Regions from separate parts of the Mus musculus genome. Here regions 1, 2 and 4 are each linked to region 3. A link is a contact called in public Hi-C, HiCAR-type and HiChIP or PLAC-seq data. All regions are on one chromosome and are shown on one strand. Each heading gives the region's core, a stretch centred on a gene start, on an enhancer-like site or on the middle of the called end of the contact. The rest is flanking DNA. Distances are from core to core; before and after follow the strand shown.

Region 1 (2,894 bases), core at 108-2,607, 96 kb after region 3:
AGCTTGATTTCCCTCAAATGTTTGTTACAGTGCTAGACAGTTAACTGACAGACTACTCACCTGCTAGGCCCGAAGACATTTGTAGCATGATTCTTTTGTGGTTCAGTGCCCACACATTGAGTCTGGAGCACTATTTTCAGCTGTTCTGTGTATTTCCCAGATAATATGATTGTTGAACTTCATGAAATAAGAACGTTTTATCAATTGGTTTGCCTTGGGTACAGAGTTGAGAGTGACATTATCTTGTAGGTGGTTCGCCTAAGGAGTAGATAGGCTCTGATGGGCTAAATGACATTTTATTTGGATTTTAGTCACTTTCAACTGGCTCTGATTAATCTTTTCCAGCAGGTAATTATAGTCTCGCTTTGCTTCATGCTGAGGGCATGCTCTGAGAAAGCCATCATTAGGCCATTGCATCATGATGTAACCTCATGATAGAGGACTTGCACAAACTCTAATGGCACAGAAGCCTTCCCCACACCTAGCTTCTCTGCACCTGTGGGATCCATTGTTGACTGAAGTATCATGACACAGGCATTACCCAATTCACAGACACACCCACTTCCTTGTTTTGTGCCTTTCTTTTAAAAGTTAACCTATTTCTTAGACTGTCTTCTTTTAGATGTGTGTGTGTGTTTGTGTGTTTGTGTGTTTGTGTGTGTGTGTGTGTGTATTAATGTTTTTCCTCCATGAATGTATATATATATATCACATGCCTGCCTGGTATCTGCAGAGGTCAGAAGATGGCATTAGATCCGCTGGAACAAGAGCTAGAGATGAATGTGAGCCTCCCAGGGGGTTCTGGGAATTGAACCTAGGTCCTCTGCAAGAACAACAAGTGCTCTAAACTGCAGAGCCATTTCTTCAGCCCCAGAAGTTAACGTTTGTTGTGAAGTATAGGTAACCTTTGTGGTAAGCTGCTCGGCATTTTGGAGATGCAGAAAGCAGAGCGAATGGGCCATCCTAATGTATCCAGGCTAAAGGAGCACGAGGAACCTCCCTGTGGGTTTTGTTGGGAGCCTTAGCCTAGAACTGAAGTCTCTTTAGTCTGTAAAAAAAAAAAAAAAAAGAGTGTCCCATGGCTTCCAGAGCAGGTGGTCCAATTTCCCCAAGGAAAGACCTGGACTCCGAGAAGGGATAGATGGATTGGGTCATAGACTCTGCTTGAAAGATGTCCTTAAACTGATCAGTTGCTCAGATTCAGTGTCAGTCCCCTCCCTATGTTTGGCAGGGCTACTTCTCAGTCCTTAGGAACCTAGGAGGTCCAATTTATGCTGTGCACTATCCATGGGTCCTGCAGTTGGGACTGACTTAATCTCGTCTTCCATGAGCTAATCATTAACTAGTGTTCGTGGCTGGGATGGCACGAAGTTCAGTCAAAAACCATTGATCCCATGGATGTAGATTAGAACAGAGCTTCGGGAACCTGCCTGACCTGCCACTATCATGAGCTTTCTCTGGTTCCTGAAGTCACCAGCCTGGGTGGGTGCTGACATCTCACTTGACTGCTTTAACATTCATCATAATGGCAGCACCTCAGGGAACTCTAGTGGGTCATCTATAGGAAAACAGTGATCTAGAACAGGGTCGTGTTTATCTACTCAGTCTCACCCAGAAGGCACAAGCTCTCCCCTCCCCCTTCACCCCTCTTTGAAAAATGAGCTGGCCCTTCAAGAAGCTGATCTCCAAAACTATTTCAGGAAATCAATGCACTTCTCTCTCAACGCTAACTTCTCTGACCCATAAAACTTAAAACAATTCCAAATTCTGCCATTGTGTGTTTCTAACCTTGGTCTTACACTGAGTTCCCTTGGTCATCAGCTATGATAATGGGAGTTATAGACTTTGCACTGGGATCCAGGTTGTCCTGTGAAGGTCAGAGGGATCTTTTGGCCCGTCCTTGCCAGGATCATGAGCATCCGTGGTCTTAACGTTGTTCCCACAAGCAAAACAGCTCCACTGAAACCCGACAGAACCCTTGGGCAGGACCCACGTGTTCTCAGGGCAACCTTCACAGCCCTGTGGAGGAACAGGCTGAAGGTGGGGTTGCACACTGGTGTGAGATGCTTCCATGGTGCCCCACTTCAGTCGCTAACATCTGTTCTTGCTTCCATGTAGGGTCGCCAAGGTCTGGGCTCCATTTTTGTTTGGGCCTCTGGGAATGGTGGGAGAGAAGGGGACCACTGCTCCTGTGATGGCTACACCAACAGCATCTACACCATCTCCGTAAGCAGCACCACTGAGAACGGCCACAAACCCTGGTACCTGGAAGAATGCGCTTCCACGTTGGCTACCACCTACAGCAGCGGGGCCTTCTATGAACGGAAGATCGTAAGTTCTCTCGTAAGGTCTAAGACTTCCTTTCCCCAAAGCCAGTTTGGCCAAGACCAGATTTTGTTGGATCTCAGGTCCCAGCCTGTCCCTCTATGTAGGAGGTCAACCCCAGGGCCTTGGCAGCCTGCCTCAGACTTTACTATTTTATAAGATGTTTGACTCATCTGTGCCCAGAAATGCCAATTAAACCCTCTCTGACTTTAGAGGCCTAAAAATGTCATTTAAGAATGGGGTTCATCTTCATCATATCTCCTTTTAGCTCTCTGGAATTCTGTGGTCACATCCCAGAGTCCAGTTGACCAGTCCTACTCTGATGCACAAAATAGAAAGCTTTGGTTTTATGCTGAAACATTCTGGAAACCCAAGCATTCTCGGCTTCTCTGCCAAGGGACATGCCCTAGACACTTGGAAGTAAAGCCACAGGGTTTGCCAGCTTGGCTCACTGCAGTGAGCAGTTTTTCTTTTATTCTTCTTTGTGGTGGTTAAACCCATGGTAGGCAGGAACTCCACCACTGAGCCGCTGATTTATCTGTCAGATGGCAACTGTTTTAGTATATGGC
Region 2 (3,209 bases), core at 602-3,101, 120 kb after region 3:
ATGACTGCAGAATATTGTTTCCTTTCCATAAACTCTTCTACATTCTGTCTTGGAGTTAAGTGACTTTTGGGACTTGGACTCATCATGCCTTCTTGGAGTTTCTGTGGAAAGCAAGGACAATTACAGCTTGGCTATTTTGGCTATTTTGACCATCTCAAAGGCTCCTTCCTTTTGCTTTTCATTAAGAGACGTAAACGTACCTTAGTCGGAGTCTTGGGCTGTTTGCTTCAGCAGCAGAAGTGGAGAGAAAGGTCCAGGCAGCAGTGGAATATTTCGCTCGCCCTTGCAGTGAGGAGCATCCGCCCTCCCAGCCCTCCCATGCAACTTGCAGGAATGAGGAGTCCTGGTGGCTAAGTGACTTCCCAGTTAAAGAGATTTCACATAAAAACTGATTGCTACAGTTAGCTTTGTGCCCCAGGCAGGCTGGTCCCCTGCCCCAGAGAAGCTTAATATCTTAGCTGTGAAAACCAAGACCCGAGACGCCATTAATTCCTTCGGGGGGGAGGGGGGTGGCGGGGGGGGGGTTCAAACTGCCCACCGGCCCACCAGCCTGGCACTGCACAGACTTGGTTCCCTGTGGGGGAAACCAGCCCAGAGCCCTCTCCCAGCAGCTGGGGTCCCTTAGCAGGAACCCCTGAGACAAGTGAAGCTAAGTGAAATGAGTGCTTCTTCTAGTCTGGGTACAGTGAGCCCTGAGCTGGACAGCTGTGAGGCACTGGCCAGGCCCCCAGTGTTTGGCTGTCCTGTCTTCACCTGTCTGCTTACATCCTGTGTCCTTATCCATGGGATCCAGGTTTCCCCAACAGGACTCTAGGTCATTTCTAGAGCAGTGATTGCTCTCTCCAACAGTTAGTAAAAGGCTGAGGGAGGAAATAGTGTTTTAATCCTGGTTAGAACTTTGTTTGGCTTGCCACTACTATTCTACCTGTGACAGTGTTAGAAGGTTAAAAGTGGCCTCACTCCTGGGTCTTGGGGCATCACATTTCAAAGCTCTTGGGCAGGGCACCAGCGACCCTGTTCCCCCTGCCCCCAATCACTAAGGAGCCATTTGTCACCAACATGCTCAGTTTCTCTTGAGTGTATAGTTGGGATACTACAGGCAAACACTTTACCTGAAAGGGTGTGTGGGCCCTGTGGGCCTGGGCCTGTCTCGAACTTTCTACTATATTCTGGATCTGCCATAACGGTAGGGCGCCTAAACCCAGACAGTAAAGCTCAGAGAAAGCAATGAAAGAAGCCAGACTCTAAGTCAATTTATGGTACATGCAAAGCATGTTTTTCAAATATTTACAGAGTCTCGAGGGCATTACATCACTATTCCTAGCTGTTTTGAATGTTTTCTTATGACTCAGGCCCAGTAGAGCCCAGCGAATCCATTCCTAAGAGACTCCAAGTGCATGTTTGTTCCGGGCCTCTCCAAGGGAAGCCCCCGCACAGAGGGGAAAGCATTCCTCAGCTCAAACCATATAGCAGGGAATTACTAATGTGCCATTGGGTGGCAATCAGGTTTCCACCAAAAAATGCCATCTTTATTCCGTTTACAAATTGGTGGGAAAGGGCCAGGCTTTCAGAGACACGAACTCTCAAAGCAGCCTGTAGGCACAGGGTTTGGGTCTGTTTTGTGCTTCCAAAAAACGGGTGGGAATGATTTTTGAGTGACTGGAGATGGGCTTGTCATCAGCTTCCATCCTAGGTGACAGAAGGGCCCCTGGGCCCTTATGAGAAGTCATGGAAATACCATCATTTATTTCCTTCATGGGGCAATGGGTTGGCAGTCTTCCAGCAGACTGACTGGAGGCAGAGCAACTGCAGCAAATCCAGGTCCCTTGAGTGTGGGTTAACCCTGAGGAGACATGGCCTGGAGACCAGAGCGGTGTGTCACTGATGCAGTCCTTCCTTCTCCCTGATGGATGACTTAATCCTTGAAAGCTTTCCCACCAGCACCTCGTGCTGGTTGTTCAGCATTCATAATGCTATCTCTGAGGCTCATGCTCTTGAGAAAGTGAGCTGGCCATGATACTGTTTAAAGACAGGTAACTCCTGGGTTGCAAAGGGAAGGCCCCCAGATATATTGGCCCCAAGTGTGCATAAAGATACATAAAAAAGAAAAAAGAAAGAAAACTATAACCATAAAGTTTCCCAGCAGTGGTCAGAATGGAGCACCTAAGAGTGAGACCTCTGTGACTCCCTGGGGGCTCCCAGAACCCAGAGGCCACAGCAGGGGAGGGACAGACTCAACATTGAAGTCCCTATCCTCCCCGTATGAGATTAAGACTTGGGTATCCAGCACTTTGCTTGTTTTTCCTCCCCAGGAGCATCCCCATAGTGCAGGTGCTACGGACCACAGCCCTGACCAACGCCTGTGCGGACCACTCAGACCAGCGTGTGGTGTACCTGGAGCATGTGGTTGTCCGAATCTCTATCTCACACCCACGCCGGGGCGATCTCCAGATCCACCTGATTTCTCCCTCTGGAACCAAGTCTCAACTTTTGGCAAAGAGGTGAGGCTACTCTCTTCAGCATTTGCTCATGAAGGTCCTAATTACTCTAGATCCTGGCAAGACCCCCTACACAGGGAAATGGGGGGTTCTCTCTGGGTCTATATAGGCAGGACCCACAATGCTAAAGAGCAGGCCAGGGCCTTTGAAACAGACCTGTGAAACTTTAATCTTCAGGAAGAAGTAATGGGAGTTGTTGCCTGCTGGGGTGGAGTTCATGTTATGTCCCATTGCTCTTAGAAGTACAGTGAAGGTTGTGACCATCCTACATGGTTGTCACTTAATTAAGCTGAGGTACCCCAATGTTTGCTTTTCTTTGGGAGCACCCCCTCCCATTCAGTTCTGAGCTGCTCCCAAGGGCCAGGTGTGGCTGGTGAGGTGCAGGGAAAGTTCCCAAAATCCCACAAAGGCTTGAGCTGGGATTTGGGACTGCAGGCGCTTCCTCTGCTTCCTGCAGGGTTTGTTGGAAGGCTGCACTGTGCAGTTATGTCTTGAATGTCTTACGTGTAGTTGTGACATGATAGCAAGTGCTTGGATAGACTTAAATAGCTTTTGAGTAAACAGAGCAGAGGAATTTGTAGGAGCCAGGGGGAACCCAGGGAGAGTTAGGATATTTATTGTCTCTTTCTAGCTAGGGAGCAGAGTGAAGTTTCACAGTCAACCTAGTATTTCTAGAATTTGCATGTGTCCCTCAGCCCTTGAGGAGGCACC
Region 3 (3,037 bases), core at 81-2,580:
AAACCCAAGGACTCCTGAGAGGGATGTTGGAAAAGACTTCAGTTGGCCCTCTGTCTCTCTCTCTGTCTCTCTCTCTCTGTCTCTCTGTCTCTCTGTCTCTCTCTCTCTCTCCTGTATCCCCTAGCATGTCTGTCTGTCTGATCTGCCTGGCTATAGACTCAGGCAAGTGAATTCCATACAGTACCAGTCTGGGAGCCAGGTGCTCTTGGAACCTGAGCGTTGGTGAGGTAGCTTCTTTTGTGACTCAAGGCCTTCTCTGCCTTGTTTTGCTGTCTTCGGTTTCCTGGTCCCCCTCTTGTATTAATCAGGCTGAAGGTTTGCTTTCTGTATGAGGCCAGTTGGGACCAATGGGCCGTCCGAGGCTTGCAGCCATCCCAGCCTCTCATTGCATCTTCACAGTATGAACGAGTCCCCGGTTTCTCCAGGCTGTTCCTGGAGGGAGGGGTGAGGATGAGTCAACTTACATTCACACTGACTGGTCCTAGCTCAGTGGGTACTTTTAAGAGTGTACACCATCTACTGAATACCAAGCACGTGGCAGGCCCTGGGCTCATCAAAACAAACATTACTGTCAGCTGATTGCAAAGGAAGAGCTGACATCCTCAAAACAGCCCGATGGATGGATAGATGCTATTGTTATCCGCATCTTACAAGCCCAGCAAGAACAGAAAGGGGCCCAACATCATACAGATGCTAAGTGGTCAGCTAAGGAGTTCACCTGTACAACCTTCCTAGCAAAGCCTCAGCCCTGTATGGACGCTGTGTCCTCAATACTCTCATAGACTCCAGCTAAGTTTGCCACATGCCCTTTGCCCATGCAATGTGGTCTTGAGGTTGGGCCAGATCCTGGGACACCCCAGTGTTTTCCTGGCATCGTTTTCCCCTGAAGATCCTGCACATTTGCATGTTCACTGCCACAGCTAAGTTGAGCAAGGCTGCCTAGCCTTGGGGACCCCAGCAGGTGAGTTCAGCCTCCAGGGGCGCAACCGGTAGGAAGGTGCCGCTCTAAGTCAACTCCTCCGGGATATGGGGAACTCACGTGGGATGCCCAGAGCCCTCCCGGCTTCTAGCAGAACGCGCGGAGCCCAGGCTGCCACTCCGGGCAGCGCCGTGTTCCGAGAGACCCGAAGTCTCGAGCCTCCCCTGCGCCGGCCCCCGGCTGCTGGCGGGCCGGGAGACTGCCGCACGAGCGCGGGCCCAGGGGCGCCACCGGGCCGCGCGGGCGGGAACGCGCCGCGGCGGCCTCCTCCTCCCCGGCTCCCGCCCGCGGCGGCGGCGCTTCCCCGGCGCGGAGCGGCTTTAAAAGGCGGCTCCCCACCCCCCGGCGCACTCGCCGCTCGGGCGCCGCGCGAGCCTGCCGCTGCCATGCCTCCGCGCGCGCCGCCAGCGCCCGGGCCCCGGCCGCCGCCCCGGGCCGCCGATGTCGCGCGGGGCGCAGGGGCCGCCGGCCGGCACGGACTCCCGCCGCTCGCGCTGCGCCCCTGGCGTTGGCTGCTTCTGCTCGCGCTGCCCGCCGCCTGCTCCGCGCTGCCGCCGCCGCGCCCCGTCTACACCAACCACTGGGCAGTGCAAGTGCTGGGCGGCCCCGGCGCGGCGGACCGCGTGGCTGCGGCGCACGGCTACCTCAACTTGGGCCAGGTGAGTACGGCCGGCCCCGCGCGCCCCAAACTTTCCCGGCCGCCGGCGGCCACGCGCGAGGGGGCGCCTTGCCAAGCCCGCGGCCAGCGGCGCCGCGTGGGAAGGCGACCCGTATCGCTGGGGACGGCGGGGGCTTCTTGCGGGGACTCTCTGGGAGAGCCGTGGGACACTCGGCGGGAAGGACGTGGTAGGCTGCGTGGACGGTCACGCGGGAGGGCCCGAGGCCGTGGGTCCCCAGGCGATGTCGCCGAGCATTCGCACTCGGAAGTGTGTGGCCTCGGAAGCCCAGGTCGGGCGCCTACACCTGCCCAGCCGCGTTCGAGTGGGCGCCTAAGGGGTCGCTGCGCTCTGCCCACCCGCGCCATCATCATCGTGTACCTATTTCCCTGTGGCCTTCGAGCCTTAGCTCCGTCTCGGGCCACTCTGCCCTCGACGGGTCGCCCGGAGCTCTGGGCTCCCGTTCGTGCGCCAAGGCAGTCAGGCGCTGGTTGGGCGATGTGAGCATGACCCGGGCAACTCAGGGACTGGCTTTCCCTCTGTGTGGTGCGCTGGTGCCTGTGTCCAGAAGTCAGGTTTGGGTCAGGGTGCAAGCAGGACCCAGAAGCTGCAGGTTGGTTGTAGGCTGAACTCTGCACTTGAAACCTCTCTAGGCAAAGACATGGATTGCTTTGCTTTGGGCTCTGGATGCAGCTGGAAAGGCAGCTGTCTGCCCACTAGCTGCATGACCTTGGACATGTCATTTCTTGACTTGCTCATCCGTAAGGGTGGCGACTTTGTACTGCCTGAGGTTGTTGAGATGAGCCGGGAGTGTTCAGAAGCAAGGCACTACTCATGGGATGCCCATTCTCTCACCCCTGGTGGTATAAGCTGGCTGTCATTTATACCAAGAGAAGCCGAGATAGGGCACTAGGTCCGCGCAGCTCCCAAGGACTGCCAATGCAGGGTGCCTTTCCATATTGCAGCCCCGCAGAGGGGCAATGGGGGCAGGTTGATTCCGGTTTATGGTCCGTGGAGGGACCTCAGCAGGTTCAAAATGTGCAGTCCCACCAGGAGAGCTCTCAGCACCTTAACAGATCCATAAACTACACACTCTGGAGAATCAAGTGAAATGAAGGGAGGGTGGCCTTGTAACTCAAACTGCAGTAGCAGACAGTGTTAAATAGCAGACAGATTTAGTTTCATCATTATCTGTGACAGAAGCCAGTAAACGTGTGCTTCTGCACTTGACGTGAATCGGAAGGCCTCCTGGAAGGGGAAATTCTGCTCTGTGAAGTTCCAGGTCAGAGTTTCTCCAAAAGGAAAGAATCCGCTTTTGTGTCTTCAAACATCCAAAGAGCTAAGATTTTGCCTTTTGGTGGCCCTGGCTTCGTTGCTCTCTGTAGCTGTCAAAGCTGCAGGG
Region 4 (2,763 bases), core at 66-2,565, 88 kb before region 3:
ATTTTTTATGTCTTCCAAATAATACACACATTTGTCTGAAAGAGAGGAGACTTCATAATGTAATGGTTAGCAATTCAATGGTGTCAGAAAAATAAGAAAAATCAGAATATTCATGACAAGAGAAATTTGTTATGGTGTACTTTTTATTTGTGTGTGTTATTGCAGGTGCCTTCAGAAGCCAAAAGAGGGCATCAGACTCCCTCGAGCTGGAGCCAGTGGTGGTTGTGAGCTGCCTGACATGGCTGCTGGAAACCAAAGTGTTTCTTTGCAAGAGCCACTGAGCCCCATCTTCAGGCCCAAATTTTAGACATATCCCAGGGAGAAGCAGAATCATCAAGTATCCCCGATGAGCGGATTTTCAGAGTCATTGTCAATGTAATTGTCCAATGACAGGAGACTTGCTCACTTACAACATCCAGAGTGTAGAAAATTATGCAGCTTAAATTGTTGAAAAGACATAACTAATCACATTCAACTCTTTTTTGTGATGCTAAGGGAAAGAAGCAAAATACCCAACTCTATGAGGATGACAAGGTCCTTTTTCAAGAAAAAGACAGTGTGATGTGTGTCTGCAGCGAGTCCCTGAAAGGGTGAATAGCAAGCAAGCGCTTTGAGAAATCCCTGAAAGCAAGCACTTTGAGAAGATCTGACCCTTCAGCTTGCTGAGTGTTATGCCAGCTGTTTTATACTGTGAGCAAAATGCCAGACGGAAACAACTCAAGTGAGGCGGGACTCGTTTTACATCACAGTTTCATCATGGTGGGAAGAGAGGGAGTTGAGTCTGCTTTGGCAGAGACTCCTCACCCTGCACACACTAGGAAGAGAGGCCCAGCTGCTACCGTAAAAGCCCCCTCCTAGAGTCCAGCTTCTATCAGCCGGGTCCCCTTTCCTAAAGGCTTAGCCTGTTTCAAGTTAGTGTCACTGGTGGAGAACACTCAAAACATGACATGGGGACATTCATGCTTCGAAGTGTAACACTTCCCTACATATGAAATATTTTCCACCATGATAGTTCAGATTAAGGGGAAATTTTTGCTAAAGGGGGAGGTCCCTGAGAACTACAGAAGAGGTCCCACTGGGAATGTCTACTGGGGTCACAGGGGCAGCGGGTGGAGGCTGGAGCCTTCCCTTCTGGGATGTTGATAATGGATGGGTCTCTGGGTCAAAGAAGCACACAGGATTAAACTGCTGAGTAACACCCACTTTGTTTAGTTGTATTGATTTTTCTAAATGCTCAACGGAAAGCCAGGAAGGAATGCTGTTTTGTTGCCCTTCTGGAAGCCAGAGTACCATGACAGGGTTACTACATTGAAGGAATTGCCTCACAACTTGGCAAGCCTGCTCTGAAAGGCTAAGAGTCCTCAATGAAAGCAGCCCATTATTCTCACTCTTCCTCTGCCAGTCTTGTTCAAACTAGAAGTTGGTTGGGTACCTCCAAGGAAAGGGGGTGCCAGGCACTGGGACACTCCATGATACTCGATTCTGAGCTTAGACTCCCTGAAGACTCCATTCTGTCTACAAACCATCACCAAGCAACCATGGACCCAAACAACCACATACTCAGGAGCAGGAGGGGCCCAGTGTCGCCAGCACCTGAGCACAGATCGATTGCACAGGACATGGAATCTGGTTTTCTCAAGCAATTTTTTTCCCCTGGGGGGGACAGAATTAAAGACTGTCTTAGGACTAATCTCATTCCTCTCCCAGTTTTGGATGCTTTCGGCAGCCATGAGATTTTACAGTTCTTCCTGTTGGCAGCGCTCAGTGGCACGAGATCAATTCCTTTTGCTCTAAACAGGCACATACTTGATGTCTGAGTCCTTGGCAGCTAGTAATATGAGTAAGAAGAAGTACAGGTCACTTCAGATGCTGCCACCGCCAAAGTCAAATGAGAGGCCCGAGGGCTTATGGGTAAGCACGTGGTCCTGGGCAGAGCTGTTACATGTGGCTACCCGCTGCTACCGCAGGTTAATGGTCTGACCTTGGTGGCCATCCCGCCTTGGGGTGAGCTCCACCACAGCAGCTGCAGTGGTGTGGATGTGGTTTGCCTCCACCCAAGCTCTTGTGGAAAATTGGTTGTGACTTAACAGTACTGGAAGGTGTGGCCTTGAAGAGATGGTTGGGTTGCTGAGAGGAATTAATGCCTCTTGTGAGGCTGGTTCTTGTAGACACTGATTCTCTCCCTGAGTGTGGGTTTTAATGTATGCGCAACTTCCTCACTTCCTCGGTGCAGTGGTTTCAGTGAGATGGCCTCCATAGACTTGTATGTTTGAAGGTTTGATATCCAGTTAGTGGAATTATTTGGGAAGGATTAGGAGATGCACCCTCACTGGAGAAGGTGTGACTTTGTTGGAGGAGGTGTGTGTGTCATTGGGGTGGATGGTTGGGGCTTCATAAAGAGCATGCCAGGCCCAGTTTCTCCCTCTATGTGCCGCCTGTGGACCAGGATACAAAGCTCTTGCTCCAATGCCATGCCTGTCTGCCTCCTGCTTTGGCCCTCTAAATTGTAAACAAGCTCTGGACAGTGGGTAGACAACCTAGTCTTACCTTTCTGGTCCTTGATGTTTTTAGATCTTAAGAGACAAACTCTATCTCATGGTTCAGTGTGATGTCTACGATGAGATTTTTGTAGATTCCTTTATCTAATCAAAGAATTCCCTTCTATCACTAGCTTATATAACATTTCCTGTATGAATAGATGTTGAGTTTGTACTAACCCGTTTTTTTAAATCCATCGATACATAGAATCTTCTTTCTTGTGTC

The links. A called contact is a pair of places that touch in the nucleus more often than the background predicts. HiCAR-type assays count read pairs that join an accessible place to other places. HiChIP or PLAC-seq counts read pairs in DNA pulled down with a chosen protein or histone mark.
Region 1: a Hi-C map of liver shows a contact between it and region 3, with 3 times the contacts expected there. The contact joins the enhancer-like site here to the promoter of Pcsk6 in region 3. A contact is called at or near these places in 1 of 39 promoter capture datasets (frontonasal cranial neural crest), 5 of 484 Hi-C or Micro-C datasets (the Ba/F3 cell line, cumulus cells, liver and 1 more), 2 of 115 datasets of contacts at active chromatin or transcription factors (embryonic stem cells and fibro-adipogenic progenitors) and 2 of 9 other capture datasets (adipose tissue and pancreatic islet).
Region 2: a contact with region 3 is called in a HiCAR-type map of fibro-adipogenic progenitors, with 2.7 times the contacts expected there. The contact joins the enhancer-like site here to the promoter of Pcsk6 in region 3. A contact is called at or near these places in 3 of 39 promoter capture datasets (cranial neural crest, frontonasal cranial neural crest and liver), 3 of 484 Hi-C or Micro-C datasets (the N1E-115 cell line, liver and nephron progenitors), 3 of 115 datasets of contacts at active chromatin or transcription factors (craniofacial prominence, embryonic stem cells and fibro-adipogenic progenitors) and 1 of 9 other capture datasets (pancreatic islet).
Region 4: a contact with region 3 is called in an HNF4G HiChIP or PLAC-seq map of pancreatic cancer cells. The contact joins the enhancer-like site here to the promoter of Pcsk6 in region 3. A contact is called at or near these places in 2 of 39 promoter capture datasets (both in liver), 4 of 484 Hi-C or Micro-C datasets (embryonic fibroblasts, epidermal suprabasal cells, pancreatic cancer cells and 1 more), 3 of 115 datasets of contacts at active chromatin or transcription factors (embryonic stem cells, neural progenitor cells and pancreatic cancer cells) and 1 of 9 other capture datasets (adipose tissue).

The regions. Positions count from the first base shown.
Region 1 is chr7:65,956,979-65,959,872 of GRCm38.p6, forward strand. It overlaps Pcsk6 (proprotein convertase subtilisin/kexin type 6), which reads left to right. Exons shown (of 22, transcript NM_011048.1): 8 at 2,119-2,331. Among named protein-coding and RNA genes, the nearest start is that of Gm51486, 28 kb to the left of the region's middle. Within about 2 kb of position 1,358, at least 14 of the 459 cell types and tissues checked have an H3K27ac peak or open chromatin away from gene starts, as enhancers often do. A contact at or near this core is called in liver, where this site is marked.
Region 2 is chr7:65,977,835-65,981,043 of GRCm38.p6, forward strand. It overlaps Pcsk6 (proprotein convertase subtilisin/kexin type 6), which reads left to right. Exons shown (of 22, transcript NM_011048.1): 12 at 2,313-2,501. Among named protein-coding and RNA genes, the nearest start is that of Gm51486, 49 kb to the left of the region's middle. Within about 2 kb of position 1,852, at least 58 of the 459 cell types and tissues checked have an H3K27ac peak or open chromatin away from gene starts, as enhancers often do. A contact at or near this core is called in the N1E-115 cell line and fibro-adipogenic progenitors, where this site is marked.
Region 3 is chr7:65,860,806-65,863,842 of GRCm38.p6, forward strand. Pcsk6 (proprotein convertase subtilisin/kexin type 6) reads left to right here and starts at 1,331. Exons shown (of 22, transcript NM_011048.1): 1 at 1,331-1,638. The coding sequence starts at 1,366. Gm20684 (predicted gene 20684) reads right to left here and starts at 1,237. Exons shown (of 3, transcript NR_169041.1): 1 at 1,040-1,237; 2 at 185-432.
Region 4 is chr7:65,772,841-65,775,603 of GRCm38.p6, forward strand. No RefSeq gene overlaps it. Among named protein-coding and RNA genes, the nearest start is that of Gm51485, 28 kb to the right of the region's middle. Within about 2 kb of position 1,316, at least 16 of the 459 cell types and tissues checked have an H3K27ac peak or open chromatin away from gene starts, as enhancers often do. A contact at or near this core is called in liver and pancreatic cancer cells, where this site is marked.